Linked DNA regions of Mus musculus: all the other regions are linked to region 7. The links are chromatin contacts, called in public ChIA-PET, HiChIP or PLAC-seq, Micro-C and promoter capture Hi-C maps. All regions are on one chromosome and are shown on one strand. The core of a region is the stretch at or near the end of the contact, and the rest is flanking DNA. Distances in the headings are between cores, read along the strand shown.

The links. Promoter capture Hi-C pulls out the DNA fragments that hold promoters and counts their contacts. Hi-C and Micro-C count contacts between places; a contact is called where the count stands out from the background. ChIA-PET counts read pairs in DNA pulled down with a chosen protein or histone mark. HiChIP or PLAC-seq counts read pairs in DNA pulled down with a chosen protein or histone mark.
Region 1: a contact with region 7 is called in an RNA polymerase II ChIA-PET map of memory CD8 T cells, with 7 read pairs. The contact joins two enhancer-like sites. A contact is called at or near these places in 1 of 15 datasets of contacts at CTCF or cohesin (large pre-B cells), 1 of 484 Hi-C or Micro-C datasets (bone marrow-derived macrophages) and 1 of 115 datasets of contacts at active chromatin or transcription factors (memory CD8 T cells).
Region 2: a contact with region 7 is called in a promoter capture Hi-C map of pre-B cells, with 5 times the contacts expected there. The contact joins the promoter of Rdh12 here to the enhancer-like site in region 7. A contact is called at or near these places in 5 of 39 promoter capture datasets (cranial neural crest, frontonasal cranial neural crest, hippocampal neurons and 2 more), 1 of 115 datasets of contacts at active chromatin or transcription factors (large pre-B cells) and 1 of 9 other capture datasets (macrophages).
Region 3: a contact with region 7 is called in an RNA polymerase II ChIA-PET map of memory CD8 T cells, with 27 read pairs. The contact joins two enhancer-like sites. A contact is called at or near these places in 2 of 115 datasets of contacts at active chromatin or transcription factors (astrocytes and memory CD8 T cells) and 1 of 9 other capture datasets (pancreatic islet).
Region 4: a Micro-C map of the G1E-ER4 cell line shows a contact between it and region 7. The contact joins two enhancer-like sites. A contact is called at or near these places in 4 of 15 datasets of contacts at CTCF or cohesin (the NIH/3T3 cell line, embryonic stem cells, large pre-B cells and 1 more), 63 of 484 Hi-C or Micro-C datasets (the 3T3-L1 cell line, B cells, the Ba/F3 cell line and 34 more), 9 of 115 datasets of contacts at active chromatin or transcription factors (astrocytes, embryonic basal ganglia, embryonic hindbrain and 5 more) and 3 of 9 other capture datasets (adipose tissue, liver and pancreatic islet).
Region 5: an H3K4me3 HiChIP or PLAC-seq map of bone marrow-derived macrophages shows a contact between it and region 7, with 5 times the contacts expected there. The contact joins two enhancer-like sites. A contact is called at or near these places in 1 of 484 Hi-C or Micro-C datasets (bone marrow-derived macrophages), 9 of 115 datasets of contacts at active chromatin or transcription factors (bone marrow-derived macrophages, embryonic basal ganglia, embryonic limb bud and 5 more) and 3 of 9 other capture datasets (adipose tissue, liver and pancreatic islet).
Region 6: an H3K4me3 HiChIP or PLAC-seq map of embryonic stem cells shows a contact between it and region 7, with 6 times the contacts expected there. The contact joins the promoter of Rdh11 here to the enhancer-like site in region 7. A contact is called at or near these places in 6 of 39 promoter capture datasets (the 3T3-L1 cell line, cranial neural crest, frontonasal cranial neural crest and 3 more), 3 of 484 Hi-C or Micro-C datasets (CD4 T cells, pro-B cells and uterus), 5 of 115 datasets of contacts at active chromatin or transcription factors (astrocytes, bone marrow-derived macrophages, embryonic stem cells and 2 more) and 2 of 9 other capture datasets (embryonic stem cells and macrophages).

What each region holds. Positions count from the first base shown.
Region 1 is chr12:79,538,893-79,541,723 of GRCm38.p6, reverse strand. All of the region lies in intron 7 of Rad51b (RAD51 paralog B), which reads right to left. Among named protein-coding and RNA genes, the nearest start is that of Rad51b, 240 kb to the right of the region's middle. Within about 2 kb of position 1,338, at least 48 of the 459 cell types and tissues checked have an H3K27ac peak or open chromatin away from gene starts, as enhancers often do. A contact at or near this core is called in memory CD8 T cells, where this site is marked.
Region 2 is chr12:79,207,597-79,210,311 of GRCm38.p6, reverse strand. Rdh12 (retinol dehydrogenase 12) reads right to left here and starts at 1,399. Exons shown (of 7, transcript NM_030017.4): 1 at 1,204-1,399. The coding sequence starts at 1,271.
Region 3 is chr12:79,440,908-79,443,916 of GRCm38.p6, reverse strand. The region is part of intron 7 of Rad51b (RAD51 paralog B); the gene reads right to left. Among named protein-coding and RNA genes, the nearest start is that of Rad51b, 150 kb to the right of the region's middle. Within about 2 kb of position 1,711, at least 57 of the 459 cell types and tissues checked have an H3K27ac peak or open chromatin away from gene starts, as enhancers often do. A contact at or near this core is called in memory CD8 T cells, where this site is marked.
Region 4 is chr12:80,722,040-80,724,748 of GRCm38.p6, reverse strand. Plekhd1 (pleckstrin homology domain containing, family D (with coiled-coil domains) member 1) reads right to left here. Exons shown (of 13, transcript NM_001177503.1): 12 at 2,654-2,709; 13 at 533-2,430. The coding sequence ends at 2,264. Among named protein-coding and RNA genes, the nearest start is that of Gm51986, 4.0 kb to the right of the region's middle. Within about 2 kb of position 1,283, at least 4 of the 459 cell types and tissues checked have an H3K27ac peak or open chromatin away from gene starts, as enhancers often do. A contact at or near this core is called in the G1E-ER4 cell line, where this site is marked.
Region 5 is chr12:79,318,077-79,320,776 of GRCm38.p6, reverse strand. The region is part of intron 5 of Rad51b (RAD51 paralog B); the gene reads right to left. Among named protein-coding and RNA genes, the nearest start is that of Rad51b, 22 kb to the right of the region's middle. Within about 2 kb of position 1,251, at least 13 of the 459 cell types and tissues checked have an H3K27ac peak or open chromatin away from gene starts, as enhancers often do. A contact at or near this core is called in bone marrow-derived macrophages and microglia, where this site is marked.
Region 6 is chr12:79,190,593-79,193,292 of GRCm38.p6, reverse strand. Rdh11 (retinol dehydrogenase 11) reads left to right here and starts at 1,438. Exons shown (of 7, transcript NM_021557.6): 1 at 1,438-1,567. The coding sequence starts at 1,503.
Region 7 is chr12:80,166,883-80,169,582 of GRCm38.p6, reverse strand. It overlaps Actn1 (actinin, alpha 1), which reads left to right. Exons shown (of 21, transcript NM_134156.3): 20 at 567-725; 21 at 1,103-2,041. The coding sequence ends at 1,261. Among named protein-coding and RNA genes, the nearest start is that of 2310015A10Rik, 35 kb to the right of the region's middle. Within about 2 kb of position 1,327, at least 235 of the 459 cell types and tissues checked have an H3K27ac peak or open chromatin away from gene starts, as enhancers often do. A contact at or near this core is called in the G1E-ER4 cell line, bone marrow-derived macrophages, embryonic stem cells and 5 more, where this site is marked.

The DNA of each region.
Region 1 (2,831 bases), core at 89-2,588, 630 kb after region 7:
CTCTTTCATAACATAGGCTTGACGAGTTGGAAGTGAACGCAGCCAAGCACAAAGCGCCATCCGTGGCTAAAAGGAAATGATGCAATGAGCGAGAAGCCTGCTCTTCACTTCCATCCCTTATGTTGTCTCTTTAAGAGTCTTGCTTTAAACAAAATTGGGGTGGTAGGCCAGTGTAGTGGCTTGTATGGAGATTTGATTATTATGATTTCTGCCTATGTAATTCCTTATATAGCGGATGAATGAGCTCCCACAAGCTTCTGGATTTGGTAGGGATGCTTTCGCAAGCCTCTAAGTCCTGGTCTTAGCTGTTTGCAAACAGTTACGTTGTCTTTTCATCTGGTTAAGCTTCTTATTCTCCAAAGTTAAAAAACAGCAATTGTGAACTGGGCACTGACTAATAAAGAGACAAACCCCAGCTCTCCTTTCCTGAATATATTTATATTTCTCAAAGTGATCATCATTTGAGCCAAGAGGAACTGGACAAACACATTTGTAGTTGATTAAGAATGTTAAGGACAGAAAAACTAGGAACCATGGGCCGTTCTCCTCTCGGCAACTGACAATGCATTTCCCAACCTTTGCTAAGTGAGAACTCTGCTTGCAGAGGAGAGGGAAGGGACAAAGTGAAATTTAAGAAGGTGCTGTTCAACCGAAGACCTAACAGAACTCAGTGAAAGCAAGCTGACAGTTGAGTGACTGCCTAGCATGTAAGCAGGGGGAAAGGAAGGAAGGAAGGAAGGAAAGAAGGAAGGAAGGAAGGAAGGAAGGAAGGAAGGAAGGAAGGAAGGAAGGAAGGAAGGAAAAAGGAAGGAAAAAAAGGAAGGAAAGGAGAGAGGGAGGGAGGGAAAGAGGGAAGGAAGGAAGGAAGGAAGGAAGAAGGAAGGAAGGAAGGAAGGAAGGAAGGAAGTAAGTAAGGAAGGAAGGAAGGAAGGAAGGAAAAGAGAAAAGCAAGAGGGGAGAGGAACAGTAGAAATGCTGGCTAGTGAATGCACACATGTGAGGGGCTATGACAAAGTGTTGAGCTTTTAAGATTTCTATCAGCCTAAATTACTAATGTAAAACATAGTACATAAGATGGACAGTAATTCATGTCTATACCAAAGTATTTAGTATTTTCTTCAAAAAATAAAATAAAATAAAGTTTCTAGTGAAAACTTGTATAGTCCTGAACCTTCTTCTCACATCAAGGAAGATTTAACTGCAGAAATACCTAATTTCCTTCCCATCCTGTCCTTGCTCTTACAAAATAAGAGAAAGTGACAGATCAATAACTCAAAACCTCTTCCAGAGAAAGAAAACCTCATGTACGCATCCGGGGCTGTCAGGCTGAGAACCTGTCAGAGCCCTGTTCACACAGGAAGCCAAGACTTCTGCACTCGTGGGTGGAGGTGGAGCCTGGGTGCCCTGCCCAGGGGCTTTTGTTCCAGGGGTCTCACCAGATGAAAAGTCTCTCTTTTTCTGCCCCAAGTTCAAGTTTCTATTTCCCGAAACCCTGGTGTAAAATTCCACAACACCACCACTCCCCATACACTTTCTTTGCTTCGTTTACATCAGGCTTGTGTGCTCAAAAATGAGAAGACAAAAGTTTCATAAGCTTTTTCAAACTGCAACTTGCTGTTTACAACTGTGATAGACAGATAGATTCATTCTCAGGGCCCAGCACTTAGAACGGTGATAGAAATTATGTTAAAACTGTGAGATGAATTATGCTGTTCCCTGTACAAGACTGTTTACAAGAGAGGTTCCACTAGAACGAGAAAATGTTCATGATAAAATGGTAAGTGTAAAAACACTATTTAAAAATTATATGTGAAGGGCTGAAGAGAAGGCTCAGTGGTTAAGAGCACTGGCTGCTCTTCCAGGGGAGCCAGGTTCCTGACCCAGCTCCCAAACTGTGGCTCGCAACCAGATTTAGCACCAGTCCAGCGGAATCGGATGTTCTTCTCTGCTTCCACAAGTACTGTATGCATGTGGTACACACACACACACACACACACACACACACACACACACGCACACACACTAAGTAAAATGTTCATACCAATAAAAATAAATAAAATCTAAAAACTACATGTGAAATATGAGCTAAACTGGGTAAAATGTTTAATTTGTATAAAATATTTCTAGAAAGAAATACAACAGATGCTTTCAACAGTAGTGATTTCAGGGTGGGGCTTTCGGTGGTAAAATTTTAGGGCAGCTTCATTGAGATACCATTCACCTTCCAAACAATTTACCCACTGAAAGCATTTCAACAGTTTTACCGTTATTCACAGAGCTGTGCAATCATTACCACTGTCTACTACAAACAGCTTCATCATGTCTCTAAGAATTACAGGGTTGCAAGTATAGTCAGGAATGGAACCCGTACTTATCATGCAGGAAGAAGCCCTAGGTTTGAGCCCTAAAGCTAGGGAAGGGAGAGAGAGGAGGAAATGGGGAAAGGAGGGAAAACACACGAGAGAGAGAGAGAGAGAGAAAGAGAGAGAGAGAGAGAGAGAGAGAGAGATAGATTATGTGTTCTAGTTATTGCACATAGATCACTTTCCCCCAGTATGAAGCAACCACCAACCCCAGTTTTGCTCGACAGATTTCCTTGACATCATATAAACTTCTGCATTTTGCTTTCAAGGTGCATCCATATTATACCATGTACCCATAATTCATTTCTTTCTTTGTTGAACAACATGACATTGTATGTGTGTGCCATATTTTGTTGATTTATTCATCATTGATGAACATTTAGGTTGTTTCAACATTTTTCAGCATTCTGAATAATGCTATCAACATTTCTGTACAACTTATTCAGGTATCCTAGGGCTATCCAAGAA
Region 2 (2,715 bases), core at 150-2,649, 960 kb after region 7:
TGGATTTTATTTAGGCCATTGGCACACAGAGAAAGCTTTCTTGTTGAAAACAAGACCAGAGAGTCTAGAATACTTCCTGAACATCACTGGATGGCAGACACTGAGCTAGACACTTTCTATACACTGTCTTTTCTTGATATTTTCTACATGCACTGTCTAGCCTAGGCTAGACTTTCTACACCCAATATTTAGACTAGGCTAGACACTTTTCTACACTCATGAGGTCTATCCCAGGCTTGATTTTCTATACATTTTCTGTCTAGGTTTAAACACTTTCTGCACCCAGTCTACCTCCATGCTAAATAGTTTCTGCACTCACTATCTTTCCACATTTTCCATACATATTATCTTTCCATATGCCATTTATATTAATTTCCCCTGCCATTTCAGTATTACTTCTATATTACAAAAACAAACACACACAAGCAAACAAAAAAAACCTCTGAAGCCCAAAGATGTTTAAGTCATTTCTAAGGGTGGCCGGGACCAAGTATGACACTTTGACACTCTGTCCTCAGTATGCCTATCTAACCTTCCTTTGGGGTGGGGGTGGGGTCAGGTCAGGGGGCAAAGGTTCAAGACAGGGTCTCTCTGTATAGCCCTGGCTGCCCTGGAACTCGCTCTGTAGATCAGTCTGTCCTCTAATTCAGAGTTCTTTCTGCTTCTGCTTCCTGAGTGCTCGGATTAAAGGCACGTACAACCACACCTGGCTCCTAACCTTTCTAATCATCAACAAAATTTAAAGCCCCCACATAGAATAGCCATTTCTTGGCACCTCCACAAATCCCCAGTGAATCATTTCCAAAACACTTCTTGAGAGAAGTATCAAGGGAAGAGAGTTTGCTTCCTTTCCAGAGTGCCTAAGACTTGACAAGGAGTCCCTTAACGATGAAGTCCCCATGACACTCACCTCATCTAGGGACAGAAAAGAAAAGGAAAGTGTCAGAGAAACCTAAAGGAATCAGAGGAAAGTGCCACAGGACTCATCTACTCCGCCTTCCTCCTTCCTCGGCATCCGAATTCAAATCAGCCCCACCTCCTCCCACCCAGGTGCTTCCTTCTCGTTTTCTGCAGAGGCATCCAGAACCCCTCCTTTCCTGTTTTTAATGTACTAATCTCGCCTCCGCCACCTTCCCTCCTTCTTCTTTTAGAAGTCAAAACCATCTTCGTAAAGTATCTTTGAGTTGCTGGATTAAAACAAACCTGATGGATGGAGCTGTCAGATACAAGATGGAGAGGAAGGACGTAAGCAGTACCAAGATAAACAGCATCTTGTCAACTTTCTTAGTTGCTGCTTCCCACCCTCAACCTAGCCCGAGGATCCTTCTCTGGCTCCAATTCCTGGCAGCTTCTGTTGGTTCTTGGTTCCTCTCACTCTGGGACACTCAGCAACTGGCTGGCTTAAGCAATGCCCAGAATCTTACTTAAATCCGAGAGCCGCCAGAGCACAGCCTCCTGGGAGTTGTAGTCCTAGAGGGGTGGGGCTTAAGGAAAGATTAGGGCTTCACCTTATATTGGCAGTGAGAATTTGGCAATACTGGAGTTCCTCCTCAACACGCTATTTTCAAGATAGAATATGTTACACATTATCAGCAGGCTTCAAAAAAGCCAGGCATAGTGACAACGTCTTATAATCAACGTATTTGGCAGGCTGAAGCAGATGATCACTTGAGTCTGTAGTTCAAGACTGGCCTAAACAACATAATAAACTGTGTCAAAACAAAACCAAACCAAAAAAAACAAAACAAAGAAAAAAGCAAGCATGCGAACAAACAAAAAAAAAATCCTCCAAGTCCTAATGATGCTTGAAATATGTGTGATTAAAAATGGAAGAGAGATAGTAAGAAGGATGGCTAAGTAGGTCAAAGCACTTTCCATGTGAGCTTGTTGGTATGTGTCCAATCCCCAGGATCCATGTAGAAGTCAGATGTGGCAGCTCAGGCCAGAAGAGTGGCTGCCGTCTGTAACCACAGTAGTCCTACTTCAAAATGGAAACTGGAGCTCAAAGGCCAGGTAGCCTCGAGGAAGTGGAACTGCAGGATCAAGAGGTAGGTACGCACAAACCTTGCTTCGAAGACAAAGTAAAAGGAGTGACCTGACTTTTGAAAACTTGTTCTCTAATCTCCATATGCATGTCCCTACAAACCCCAAAGTAAATTAACAGGGCAGGGAAAGTGGCTCAGCAGGTATCAGCAATAGCAAACAGGCACAGTGACCTGAGTTTGGTTCCCAGGTCCCACAGCCAACTCTCCAAGTGACACTGTGACCTCCACACATGCTGAAGCCTGTGCATTCCTGCACTCTCATGTATATATAACCAATTAAATAAGTAAAAGTTAAAAATAAATAAATGGAAGAAATAGGGAGTGGCTGAAGGTCCTGTGGGGCTGGCAATGTGCTGGTCTTTGATCTTCGTGCTAGTACACAGGTGTGCTTACTGTGAACAATCACTGAGTTGGGCGCTTTTGATTTGGGCATTTTGTGTGTGTTCTTTACATTACACTTCAGTGAAGTTGACACACCCAACGACATGTCAAGCAAGAGTAGAGTGTTTAAGTATTCTCGAGCTAGACTCAAATTCCTGACTCAAATCCCAGCTCAGCATCCTTCAAGCTTCAAGGTCCTGGGCAAGTTATTGAGTCTTTCTGCTGCCTCAGTTTACTTGATTATCCAATGGGAGTGATTATCAGTTGCAAGTCTCCACATGGCCACTCG
Region 3 (3,009 bases), core at 462-2,961, 730 kb after region 7:
AGGTACACTGGATAAAAGAAGGCATCATGAGTGATATCTAGGGATGATTTCAAATATGATAACCCAAGCCAGCCAAAGCTTTGGAACTTCACACCAAAAAGCCTAAAAGGTCTTACATACAGAAAAAGGTTGTTTCAATGTTATCAGTCAATAATAAAACACATGTTAAAACTCAATGAGATGTTGCTTTGCACACACTAGAATTAAAAAAAGATAAAAGAATGGCAACAGGGCGCACAGCATTAGTCAGCAACAGAGTGACCACTGCCAACAGCTCATCACTTGCTGGTAAATTGACTATAATTCACCATAGACCCAGCAACATACTTCCAAGTATTCACTGAAGCAATTAAAGCTTGCATTTATGAAAGACACTCACAAATTAAGAACCCTTTATCTGTAATTCCAAAATAAAGATGAGCAGAATGTCTGTTAGTACATAAGGCAATAAATGACAGCCTGTTTGTACAGAGTGTACTATGCAGGGATCTTTTTAAAAAGATGAACAAACAACTCAGACATGCCACAAATTATCCCCGAACAGAGCAGAAGCCAGACACAAAAGGATATATACCATTGAGTCCATTCACTTGGGATTCTAAAACTTACAAAACTATCCTCCTGTGATCAAGAAGGATCCTATTGTTGTCTGGGGACAGGGTGGGGACTGCATCACAGAGGCACAAGGACATTCTCTGACAAGATGGAGATGTTTTATAATTGACCACGGGGATGGTTATGAGACACACATTCTTCAGAGGTCAGTGGACTGCAGCCTGAGGCCTGAATTGTAATGTTCCATCCCAGCACTCCAAATTAAAAACAAAACAAAACAAAATCATGAAACCTTGATGAGTTCTCTTGGGAAAGTGTTATAAAGCAGCATTCTTGGCCCTTCCATGCTTTCCAAATTCCTGTCGTCACACGAGCTCTCTCTTTTACACAATTCCCGCCATTAAGGCAACTAGTCACACCTTGACACAGCCAGAGACATGCTCACCAGAGTCAAATCAGCAGGCCATCTGATCTCAGCTGCCAATCTCAAAACTGTTAGCTAAGTAAACTTCGTTTTTTTTTTAAACTTAGTACCAAGCCTCTGATATTCTGTTATTATAAAAGAAAACAGATCAATACAAGTCATGTACTTTTTATCACACTTAAGTTTAAAAAAAAAAATCCTGACCTGCTCCAATGATCTCACTGAGAGGCAAACACCCTCCCTTCAGCATACTGTGAGTAAAACTGAAGGCCACATAACAACATAGGCATAAAGTTTTTGCTGAAACCCAAACATAATAGTTCATGCCTCTAAATCTCAGTATTCAGGAGGCCGAGGCAGGAGGATTACAAGTTTAAGATTAGTGTGGGCTACACAGCAATGTCTTAAAAGACACATACACCTCTTGTTTAGTCCCACTGGTTTTCATACACACGTTTCCCTATGAGAGCCAGGGACGGTGAGTAGAATCCCAGCCCCTGAGGTGTAGGTTAGGAGGGTTACAAGTCTGAGGTCTGCTGAGCTACACGAGAGACAAGACTCTGTCTCAAAGCGGGGTGGGGGAAGAAAGAAAAAGAAAACTGAAAGTGATTTGGTTGACAAAAATCTAAAAGGAAATACTATTTTTAAGTTGAAAAGATAGTGGGTTTTCTTTGCATCATTTACTGATTTTAGAACAATGAATACAGCAACCACCAGTGACTCTACTCAATGAGAAAAGAACGCAGAGCACATCTGAGAGACTCTGAAAGGCCCTCGAGATTACACGGACAGTATATTCAGACTTCCTTCTCAAGTGGTTTTAAACGTGTTTGACATGTTTTATGTGTTGGATGAAAAATTTAAGGCTGCCCAACTTTTATAGCATGATTTTGATTTCAAGTCCCATCTCCTATATCCAAACTAATTTGTAAAACTTTTCAGGAAGTTATACACAACTTTAAACTTCATTAAAGCTGCAAGCGTATGTTTAAACGTCAGCGAATGGCATTGAAAGCATGTTTACTGAAGTTTCCATAAACACACTCTAGAACTCAGAAAGGCAGGTCTGCTGATTATGTTGGAAGAGTCAAAGGTCACCAATGATGGCTTACATCTTCTCTTGAAAGCCCTCCTCTTTCTTCCTCTGCTGTCTTTTAAAGAGTCATCTTATCTCTTGTGCTGTAAAATAAGTTTAAACAGTTCCCACCCAGATCTAGGGCCATTCAGTGTTCGTGGTTTTGAGCCTGCCCCACTCAAATTAATCAATATTTCCTCAGCAAACACTGGGATTTAGTACTGAGCTGAAAGGAAAATAAGAAAAGGCTTTGTTAATTGAAAGAAACGACAACCCTGGAAGCCACTTGGGTAATATTTTAAAGGCACTTTTGTAAGTCATTGAAGGTAGTCTCCAGCTCATATGCAGTCCTCTTCCACACAAGTCAAAGCTGATCTACAGGATCACCAGGGTCTGGTCAGAGTGATGGTGTGTAGCTTCCAAGATCTCTCGGCGTTTCGAGACTTCAGAGCCAGTGCCAGCATTGAGCAACAACATGACGCCATGACCCTCTATCTGCAGGGTTTTTAAGTCGTGGATGACCACAATACTTCACCTCACAACTCAGCAAAGACACAACCCCAGAAACACCTGACCAGAAACGTTAAGGCTCCTGAGTACTGACATCCTGTTTATTTAACATGTGAGATCACTCAAACGAGGGCCAAAAATCAAATCCTTCATTTTTAAAGATTCCTATATCTAGTGTAGCTTACTGATTTTTGGCTGTATTACATGTCTTCTCTTGATTAAATGATTCTGGGGATGAGAGAGTATTTACTTGTTTATTTACAAAAGAATGAGTGTTGGAGAAACCTGATAATTCTTGCTGATCTGCAGATAAATAGCATTAGTTTAAATTGTTTACTATTTACATTTTGGGAAAAATTCTTTAACCTTAAAGGCAAAATTGTCCTTAAAAGAGGATAAAATGTTTATGTATTCATATTTACTGTACTGGATATTTGACAAGAGT
Region 4 (2,709 bases), core at 34-2,533, 560 kb before region 7:
CCTGAAACATAGAAAGTACAGGGTGAGAAGAAGAGAAAATGAACTAGGGAATTGGTGCTTGTCCTCAGAAAGTACTGCTGAGATGTGAGTCTGTCTACTCTCAGATTCGTGTTAAAATGTAATTACAGTGGTAGCACATACTTTTAATCCCAGCACTCTGCAGGTAGATCTCTGTGTTCCAGGACAGCCAGGGCTACATAGAAAAGCCCTGCCTTAGAAAATCAAAACCCAAACCAACTCAATTGTCATTGAGAGCGGGAACCTATCCCGTGATGGTGGTCACAGCAGCAGCACAGGCCCTTAATCCCCACACTCAGGAGCCAGAGGCAGGCAGACCTGGTCTACAAAGGGAGTTTCCATCCTTCATAATTCACTGGGCTTGGTATGTACTAGTTCTGTTGGTAGAGTATTGCCTTGTTTGCTTGAAGCCCAGGCCTCAGGTTAATAGTTTGACCAGGAACACCAAATGCATTTGAAATTTCCTCCTAGAGCAAGCCATTATTAATTCTTTAAAAACAAAGGAAACCAGTAATCTAGTTTTATGCCTCTTCATTTCAAAGTCCATTCCACATTCATATTTTGCAGACAAGCTCTGGGTTTATGCAGGTTTATACACATTTATAGCTTTATATTTACATTCGGACACACTGATTCCAAAACACCCTACCTAAGACCACCCTCACCAAGAAGGGACCACGGAGAAGAGGGCAGCTCAGATCTTGACAAGGGTTCTTCCACGGGGCTACTTCCGTCCCTTCCTCAAGATGCTTCAGTCTTCTGGACAGAAAATGGATGCCTTTGATCTAGCACTGTCTTAGCACCCTGCCCCCTTTTAAAGGGTCTTTAAAAAAAAAAAAGATGTAAGTGTATGGATGTTTTGTCTGCATGTATGTACATGTACCATGTGAGTGCCCGGTGCCTGTGAAGGTCAGGAGAAGGTGTTGGATCTCCTGGCAAATGAAGTCACATATGGTTGGTTTTGAGCTACCATGTGGGTGCTGGGAACCAAGTCTGGGTGCCCCGAAAGAGAGAAACAAGTGCTCTTAACCACTGTCCACATCTCCGCCCCCTCCCCAAGTCTTGTTTGTCGAGACTGATAGACTCAGGCAGCTTCTGAGGGATGGGCCCCAAAAGACTGTCACAGATAAGGAGCACACGCCTCAGTCCTTGGCCTCCTGAAGGGTAGTGGTCTTCCATAAAACCCGCAGGCTGGTGTTACAGTGTCACTCTGACAATGCTCTACCAAACAATGGCTACTAGTTCCCCACAGGCCCATGTTCCCATGTGGTGGGTTCCTGGCTGCATTGGTCCACTGAGTGAGTCTGCTGCAGGGAGAGGAGGCAGCAAGGTGAGCCAGCTGGGAGAGAGACAGACCTCTGCGCTCTCAGGGCAGCAGGGTCACAACAGGCCTGACTGTGGGTAACACCGGAGCTTCTTCCAGATCTGGCTGTGCGGACTTTGGGAAACCCTGGGGTCAAGGACTCTCAATCGGGGCTGGAAAAGAACAAAGTGGGATCCCACACTTCTCCTGCACCCTCCAGCAGGTTGCTGGAGCTATATATGGAGAAACCCATTTGTGAATAGGAGGCCTGGGTGGCCTTACAGCCAGGACAGCCCCCAGGAATACTGCAGAGAGGGTGTGGGGTGCTGTGAACCTGGGGTTATATCTTAGAGCCTCCTTTTCCCTCTCCAAGAACATGGAATAAGTGCAGGGCATGGACAAATGTTGTACTGGAGGATCAGGAACGAAGAGAGAGTTAGGGGGTGTTATGTGACCAGGGTCAGCACAGTAGAGTCACCGAGGGGTATGGTAGGTACCAGAGGAACTATTCAGTCCTCATGGAACAGACAATTTATCTTCTTGACCAACAGATATACCACACAGAGCCAGGCCTCATCATGGCAACTAGGTAGCACCCAGTGTGGACCCACCTCACCTAGGGTAGACCCAAAGTCAGGGCTCGGGCATGGAGAGATGGCTCAGTGGTTAAGAGCACTTGTTGCTCTTCCAGGAGACCCAGGTTTGATTTCCAGCACCCACACGGTAGCTTACAACCATCCACGACTCCAGTTGTAGGGAACCCAATATTCTCTTCTGACCTCCAAGGTCAGGGCTCTGGGTGAGGCAGAGGGGGTATCGCCTCCTTCGAGAATGAGGGTGCCCCCTCACACCCAGCAGTGCTCTGGTGGAGAAGACCCAGGGGCGTCAGACCTCCCTGCTGCCCCACCAAGGAAAGATAGGAGGCCGGAGTAGGAGTTCCCATTACTTTCCTCCCCGGGGAAGTGCAGAGGCCCCAGGCTGGGTAGCCATGATGTGATAGATGGATTCCCGGAAGCGCTGGTCTCTGCTTAGCCGCTTGGCTACCTCCTTCAGCTCCTCTATGTTGTTGGCTTCTAGCTGGGAGGTCATGAAGGACTGGGATGGCTTCACTGTAGAGATGAGAACCCGTTGCCCATGAATAGCATCCCCCCCATGCTGAGCCCACCCTTCCTCCCTCATCCCAGTCCTACATGCTGCTGAGTTTCTCTTGGTCCTTCCTGCCCCCAGGCTGGTTGAGCCACGTTCAAGGACATACTGTCCAGCCTTGTCTACTTGTTCTCTAACTTGCCCGCTTCCTGCCTTGTCTCCCACCGGGGGACAGGGGGTGCTCACTGTCATTCCAGGAAGTACTGGACCGGCGGCGGTGGAATCGGCAGCTTTTGATGCGG
Region 5 (2,700 bases), core at 2-2,501, 850 kb after region 7:
GGATGAATATCTAGAACAGTAGTGATTCAATCAGGATTGTAGTTACTAGTGTAGTGTTCTTCCTCTCTCTCTCTCTCTCTCTCTCTCTCTCTCTCTCTCTCTCTGTGTGTGTGTGTGTGTGTGTGTGTGTGTGTGTGTGTGTGTGTGTGTGTGTGTTTAAACAGGGAAATCCAGAATTCATCTTCAGGTATATCAAGCTGTCCACATATATAGATGTGACTGTAATATGTTATTATGTCAAGTGGCAAATGTATATGAATCTGGAGCTTGTGGGAAAGCTCAGAATATGAACACAGGACCCTTCTGCCATAAAGAAATGTGCTAAAACCATGAGAGTGCATTGAGAGATTGAGGACAGATGGAGGAAGACCAAGATCCTAAAACTGAGTCCGGGATTCTCCAAGGCTTATATGCTGACAAAATGGAGAGGGACCAGCAACACAGACTAACATGGTCAGAAACAGGGATAAAACCTAAGAAGCCAACTGACAGGAACTGTTGGGGAGAACATGGTGGCTGTGTGATAGGGCTGAGAGTCAACACTTCCTGGTGATGTGACAGCAAACATACTGTACAAGGGCAGCACATTAGTCAGTTTATAGTAATATTGGTATACACAAACTTACCATGTTACCAGTCATATAAAAGCACAGTATATAAATTATGCACAGTATACAACACTTGGTGATATTTCTGCCTGTGCTCACTCTGCTAGCAATCATTACTTCAGATTGTAAGTTACCTCTACAGCATTTTTAAGGTCTGGAAAACACAATGCATCAGCTTCACACTGCTTCTGCTCACCACATCTTTTGATTGTGTGCAGAGGCTACATCCATGATGAACACACACAGCAGTCTGTGTAAGCACACAAGAACAGAGTCACAGGACTGACTGGCTTAGTCATCCAGTCCCCAAACCATACCACTACCACTAAGCAACGCATGGCTGCATTTTATATACTATTGAGTTGGAGAAAGTTTTGAAAATCAATTTCAATATAGGGCTAGGAAATAAAGCCAATATGGAGTGAATTCAAGATAAATAATAGGGAGATTTTGCCTTCTGTGCACAAAAGATTAACTGGCTTGGGAATTGCCCCGATAGCATCAACTAGAAAAGCAGACAAAATAATCTGAAAGAACAGTTTCACACACTAAACAATAGTTCAAAACTGTGACCCTCCTGAGAAAGGAAACTAGTAAAGGAACCTAAAGTGCCCCAGGCTCACACCAGAGGCACTTTCTATTCTACGACACACAAAAGGGGAAGCCAATGTGAGTCTGGTGGACCCAAAGATGAGATCAGAGTATGAAACAGCTAAGCTGGTAGAACTCATGAAGTCACGTGCAGAAAAGAAAAGGTGGCGGTGTGTGGGGGGGGGGGGGTGGGGTGGTACACTCCAGAGCTAATATGCATAATGTATGGAAGGAAACGCTTCAGGATGAACCAGGAGACAACGGGAGACTAAACACTTCCAGCACTTACACAAGATGAAAACAGTGCATATTCCCACACCCACAAGGAATACAGAGATCTCACGATACCTTGGGTAACAGGTGGGAGTCCTCAGAGGGACTTCACAGTGCTAAGGCTTAATCGGTCTCAAAGACCATCAAAATAATCTTAACTATATATTAAAACAAAAAATCTAACACCTCAGAGATGTACATTAAAGTTCAGCATCTAACATAGCCATGTCTAACAATCATTAGGAAAGGGCTGGAGAAATGGCTTAGCCATTAAGAGCACTGTCTGCTCTTCCCCTAAGGACTCAGTTTCAACACAGCACCCACATAGCAGCTCACAGCCATCTGTAACTTCAATTCCATGGGATCCAATATCCTCCATGAGAACCATGGACTGATGCACAGATATACACATGCAGGCAAACACTCAGACACATAAAATAAATTTTTTTCATTAATAGGCATGTAAAGGAGAAGAAAAGATCTATAGTCAGGAAAAAATTTAATTACTAACAAAAGACCAGAAGTTGTATAGGTGATGGCATTATTAATGCCCTCAGAAACAACTATTTGCAATCTTATAAATGTATATAAGTAGGTAAATGAGAGGATAGACCAGTATACTATGTACTGTAGACACAAACAAGAATAATCTGTTTCTGTGAATAAACTCCTATTTGACCATGTATTTGTTCACTTCCTATTACAGCCGCTTTTGCACTGACAGCAGAACTGAAGAACTAAAAGACTAAGAACTGGAGGTGGCTTGCAGCCTTAATCCCAGCACTACACAGGAGAGGGAGAAGCATGGGTTCCCCTGAGCTACACAGCAAGACTGTCAGAAACACAAAGGAGAGAGAGGGCAGTAACTCAGCTGGCACAGTGCTTGCATTGCAAGCATGAGGTCCTGGGTCCGATCCTCAGAACTCATGGAAAAAAGCAAGGAGAGACAGCTCAGGCTTGTAATCTCAGAGCTGGGGAAGCAGGGACAAGCTGGTCCCTGGGGCTCCCTGGAGAACCATGCCAGCCCACTGAGATCTTATCTCCATGAAAAAAAAGAAAGAGAGAAAGAAAGAAAGAAAGAAAGAAAGAAAGAAAGAAAGAAAGAAAGAAAGAAAGAAAGAAAGAAAGAAAGAAAGAAAGAAAGAGGGAGGAGCTGGGGCCTAGAAAGATTGCTCAGTGGTTAGCAGTGCTTGCTAACAGAACTTCCAGAGGACCCAAGTTCAATTCC
Region 6 (2,700 bases), core at 189-2,688, 980 kb after region 7:
CCTGTATGTATATGTATATGTGTATGTGAATGTGTATATAAATATATGTCTGTCTGTCTGTATATGTATATGTATATGTGTATATGTATATAAGTAAGTATATATCTGTCTGTCTGTCTGTCTGTCTGTATGTATGTATGTATGAAAAATGGTTGGAGCCTTGCTCTATCTGTCACATGTGTGAATGTATGTGTGTGTGTTTATAATTCTTCCCCACCACCCCCTCTCTCTTTTCTTTCTCACTGATCCCCAAAGAGTTGTCTCAAGAAGGCTGAAGGTTGAAGCAGGAAGGAGAAAGCTGCAGCTTTGACAACTCCTGAAGCAGTACTTCACAGCTGTCTGTGTCACCTCTCAGAGACTACACCAGTTTATTGTAGAAATACTGTTAAACATGTATAAAATGAATAAGAAACAGAATACGTAAAAGACTTTTTTCTTTGAGCTGTGAGCTGCTCTCTACATACTAGACACTAAGAAAGCGTTAAATGCTGATGATTACTAGATAATCCAATACTAAATCTGTAAGAATATGTCTTCTTCCCAGGTGCTATACAGTATATGGCTCCAACTTGACTGTGGAACAGGTATCTTCCAATGAATGGAAATTAATTATGCAAATGAACCAGAAACTGAATAGTGAAGGTGGGAAACCACAGACAATGACTTTTAAAACTTGTTAAACATGATAACTCATGTTTATCCCCATGAGGTACACCTCAAAGGAAAGAAAAGTTTGAACAGGGAGTTTGCCTTTTCCCAAAGAAATGTTCCTGGCCTTAGTTCAAGACGGGATTAAACTCTTTGACAAAGTGATAAAACCAACTGTGCCAATCTGAGAAATGCATTGTTTCCTTGAAGAGTAATACATGATATAGTCATCCAAGAAACTATTTTATTATCAAATAACAACCAAGGGCTTGGGAAATTATGAAGGATACTATCATAGATCGAAGTACACACAACCGTGACTCTCTAGGAGGTCTTAACTTGCTTTGCCCCATAGGGCAAAGGTCATCTCTGAGGAAGGACATCTTCCGCCACACCAACTGTCCGACTAACGGCTCCTGCCCTTTGTAATTAACCTCAGAATACTTTCCAGACGCTGTCTCCCAGACAAAATGTAATTTCCTAATAATGATTGGGGAAAATTGAACCAAACACTGGACTTGGGCTCCAGGAGATAGCAAACCCGCGAGACTTCCAAAGAGTCAATTAGTGGCCAGAGGAGTGGTAGAAGGGCTGGCTCAACGATCCCACAGGCCTAGGCCCTGGACCACTGAAGACCATTGCTCCACGGTTGTGTTATTCAACTTTTCATAGTGCTTGGAAGTATACTCTGAATGTATCACCGCCAGGCGGCCGCCAAATCCAGGACTACATTTCCCAGAGGGCTTTGCTCCCTGGCGGTTGCAGTTGAACCGGGGTGTGTCTAGGATCAGAAGCCATAAGTCCCGCTGTCCTCTTTAGAGCATCAACTTCAACTGCGCTTCGGTGGTGCTGAGATGTTCGGATTCCTGCTTCTGCTCTCTCTTCCCTTCATCCTGTACTTGGTCACGCCAAAAATCAGGTCTGTGCGAATGTTGCTTTTTCTTGCCAGGTCTTTTAGAGAAGATAAAAAATCCCTACTGAAGCCCTCTCCCTAGCCCCCGTAAAGAAAGACTAGGAAAGGACTGAGAAGCCCTTTAAGGTAGCAAAGATCTGGAGTTTACTGGACTGTAGGCGAGATCCTGGTGCCCTGGATGTGGGCACGGCCAGACGTCAGACCCCAGGTGGTCGTAAAAGCGCTCCAGGTCTCCATCATCCTGTATTGCTCTTTCTGGCCTACCTTATTTCCTCTAGCACTATTTGCTCTCTAGCTTCGGGAAGCCGCTGAGTATGGCGGGCTTTAGATTCTAACTGTTTTCTCCACTCCCAAGCTTTGAACCAGCCTTTGTCTAACTATTTGTCTCCAGCCCTTGAGGTACTACAGGAGGGTTGCACTTTTTGCTCTCTGAACCCGATGCCAATGTTATCTGGGGCATGCTTCCTTGTTGCCGTTATTCACTTGTTTAGGTGTTTGTGACAACTGAAGGGGAAGATTCATTGTCCTTCGGAGTAGGAACACGTGCTTGTTTGCCCTAATTAGATTACTAGGAGCCAGGAGAAGAACCACGTGGTCAAAGGATGGTTTCTTAATTAAGTGTCAGGTCAGCCCAAACCTGGAGGTGTGTGTAATCACCTGAGAATCAGCGGCAGGCTACCACAAGGGGCAGTCCACTGATTGGTTCTGAGTAAGTCACCAGGAGTGACGGTGGACCAGTAATAAACGCCACCTTCTTTCTGGGCGTGGCCATAGTTCCTATTGGAGCTGAGGCTGTGCCATCCTTCTGTCATTTCTTACCATGACCAACATTTTTTCTTCCAAGACCTACTTCCCACTCTTTTTGCTTTTTCTTCTCTCTCTGGTGGCTACTTTCATTTTTCCCCTCTCCTCTCTGAATACTTACAGCTCCCATAAGTAGGCACACATGGGCCTTGTACTCAGGTAAAAACTTGGGTTTCTTTTTACCACAAGATCTTCATATCCATATAGAATCTCAACAAAACATGAACCGGAGCTACATCCAGTGAAATGTGTCTTAGAAGCGAGCACTCTAAGGACTCTACTATCCCCGTTGGAGCCAGCATGGGAGAGTGGGGCCAGAGCTGCGCTTTCAAAGT
Region 7 (2,700 bases), core at 78-2,577:
TGGTCTCAGATGTAGTGAGGAAACCTCACAACGTGGTTGTAAGAGTTAAATAAAGTGATCACAAGGACTGCGTACTTGTCTGGCACACTTGTCATGTTAAGGAAACAGCATATGTTGGAGCTAGACTGCCTGCGTCCTAATCCTAGCTCCCTACCTCCTAGCCATGTGACCTTGGGTAAGTCACTTACCCTGTCTGGGCCTCAGATTTCCCATACAATGGGAATACTATGATTTTATTCAGTTGTGATGATAAGATGAATTTAGAATATTAGCTGGCCTATATAATACATGCTGTATGAGTGTTAGTTAGCCATTGTTGAAGTTATCGTCATTATAATTAATACTACCCATCATTTTCTGTAAGTGAAACCCAGAGCTCTGCAGGGGGTGGGAAGTCCTGAGACTCACAACGTTTGGGTCACTTTCTCACCCTGGGGCAACCCAAGCCAGATCAGATGTCTGTTGTGCCTCCTGTTCCAACCATAGGCAACTTGGAGCTGGAGGTACACTTGAGATGCCCCAGTAGGCCGTTAGGGTGACAGGTGTGGGTTGGTTGTCTCCTCCAGGGAGAGGCAGAGTTTGCCCGAATCATGAGCATTGTAGACCCCAACCGCTTGGGGGTAGTGACGTTCCAGGCCTTCATCGACTTTATGTCCCGAGAGACGGCAGATACTGATACTGCAGATCAGGTCATGGCTTCCTTCAAGATCCTGGCTGGAGATAAGGTAGGATGTGCTGACGCTGAGACAGTGGGTGGTTACTGTAAATCGGTAGGATGAATGAAAAAGTCCGAGTGAAATAGGTTTGGAAGGAAGTTGAAGTAGATACTAAAATGGAAAACGTGACGTGTTTAAAATACCATATACAAGTGATATATTACTTGTAAATATATAATATGCACTTAAATATATATATGTACATACACACGGATGTCTCTGTTATATGTATGCACGCACGTATTCTACAGATCAAGTAGAGCGAGGAAATTAGAACACGGGTACTTAACATTCCCGGCAAGTTTACGACCTAATAGTTGCGGCAACGCCGCGTTGCTTTCCGGCCGCTGCCGAGGTTTCCGACCCTGACCATGCTTTCTCCGCAGAATTACATCACAGAGGATGAGCTGCGCCGTGAGCTGCCCCCTGACCAAGCCGAGTACTGCATCGCAAGAATGGCCCCCTACGCGGGCCCCGACTCCGTGCCCGGTGCTTTAGACTACATGTCCTTCTCCACGGCACTGTATGGCGAGAGCGACCTCTAACCCGCCCCTGCCTCCCTCCACCACCCCCCCACCCCCGGCCTTCTGCGCGTGCGCCCCACCCTGCTCCTCCTCCTCCTCCGCCCAGTCTGGCTGGCTGGGTTCATTATTTTCAGCTCAGCCACCAAGGGGGCAGAGCTCCGACCCAGGCGGCATCAAGCCTCCCTGCCCACAAAGTGACAGTTTACAAAATTATTTTCTGCAAAAAAGGATAAAAAAAAAGTTACGTTAAAAAAAAATTTTAAAAAGAAAAAAAAAAACAAACAAAAAACTACATATTTTATTATAAAAAAAAAAGTATTTTTTTCTCCACCAGTCTTAAATGGAAAAGAGGAAAAATTAACTATTTGCACCGAAATGTTTTTGTTGTGACATAGGAAAATAACCAAGCACAAAGTTATATTCCATTCTTTTTACTGAAGTTTTTTCCTCCTACCTGTTCTGTCTGCTGTATTCATTTCTCTAATTTCATGCCCACTTGGGGGTGGGGTAGGTGGGTACTCTCATCAGAGGCACATTGGTGCATGTGTGTTTGCTAGCTCACTTGTCCATGAGAATATTTTATGATATTAAAGAAAACCTTTTGAAATGGCTGCTTTTCAAAGAAGATAATTCATGGCTTCTCATTTTTCAGTCTCTTCAAAAGTGTGGCTGGCCTGTTTTATGACTGCAGAGTTGTTATGTTTTTTAATTTTGAATATTGCCTATTAAAGATAGGACAAACTTGGAGATTATGATGTTGCTTGGCACAGACTGTATTAAAACAACACTCCCGTGACATTACTTTGCTTGTTCCTTTGGCTGACTTCCAGAAGTGGGGGTGGGTTGTGTCAAGAATGGTGTGGGGTACCTGTCCTCACCCACCTCTAGATTTCTGAGCCTGGTTTGGTACATTCTCACTTCTTTAAGAGGAGAAGATGGCCTCCTCTATGTACAGGGGAAAGCTAACAAGCGCATGAAAGAGCCCCTGACGAAAACCCCCAGCTTTCTTGGTTCTCTGTGGCTGTCTGTGACTTCTCTGTGACCCCGACCATTTTGTTTTTGCTGCAGGGGACAGCTTGGATTGTGTCAGGGTTGTAGTCCTCTTTCCTACTCTAAGTGTTCCATAGAGTACTGGGGCTTGGTGGCAGGGTGTACAACCAGCCTATGCCAGGCCCTGAATTCAATCCCTTGAGACCCCAAAATGTGCCACAGATAGTAGCTGTTGGTCATTGCAGGGACTCAATGACAATGCAGATTGCCAGCATTCCCCCCATATCCAAACATATATGATGATAAGCTCCAATTTATCATTTGTTGTCTAAGAATATATGGTGGTGGTGGGAGCCTGTTGTTAGAATTTCCAAGACTACAGAGCAGAGCAAGAGCGATCATGGTTAAAATAACTTTGCAAGTAGAGATATGTCGAGTTGGGGAGTTCTGCCTGGGGGCGGTTTTAAAAT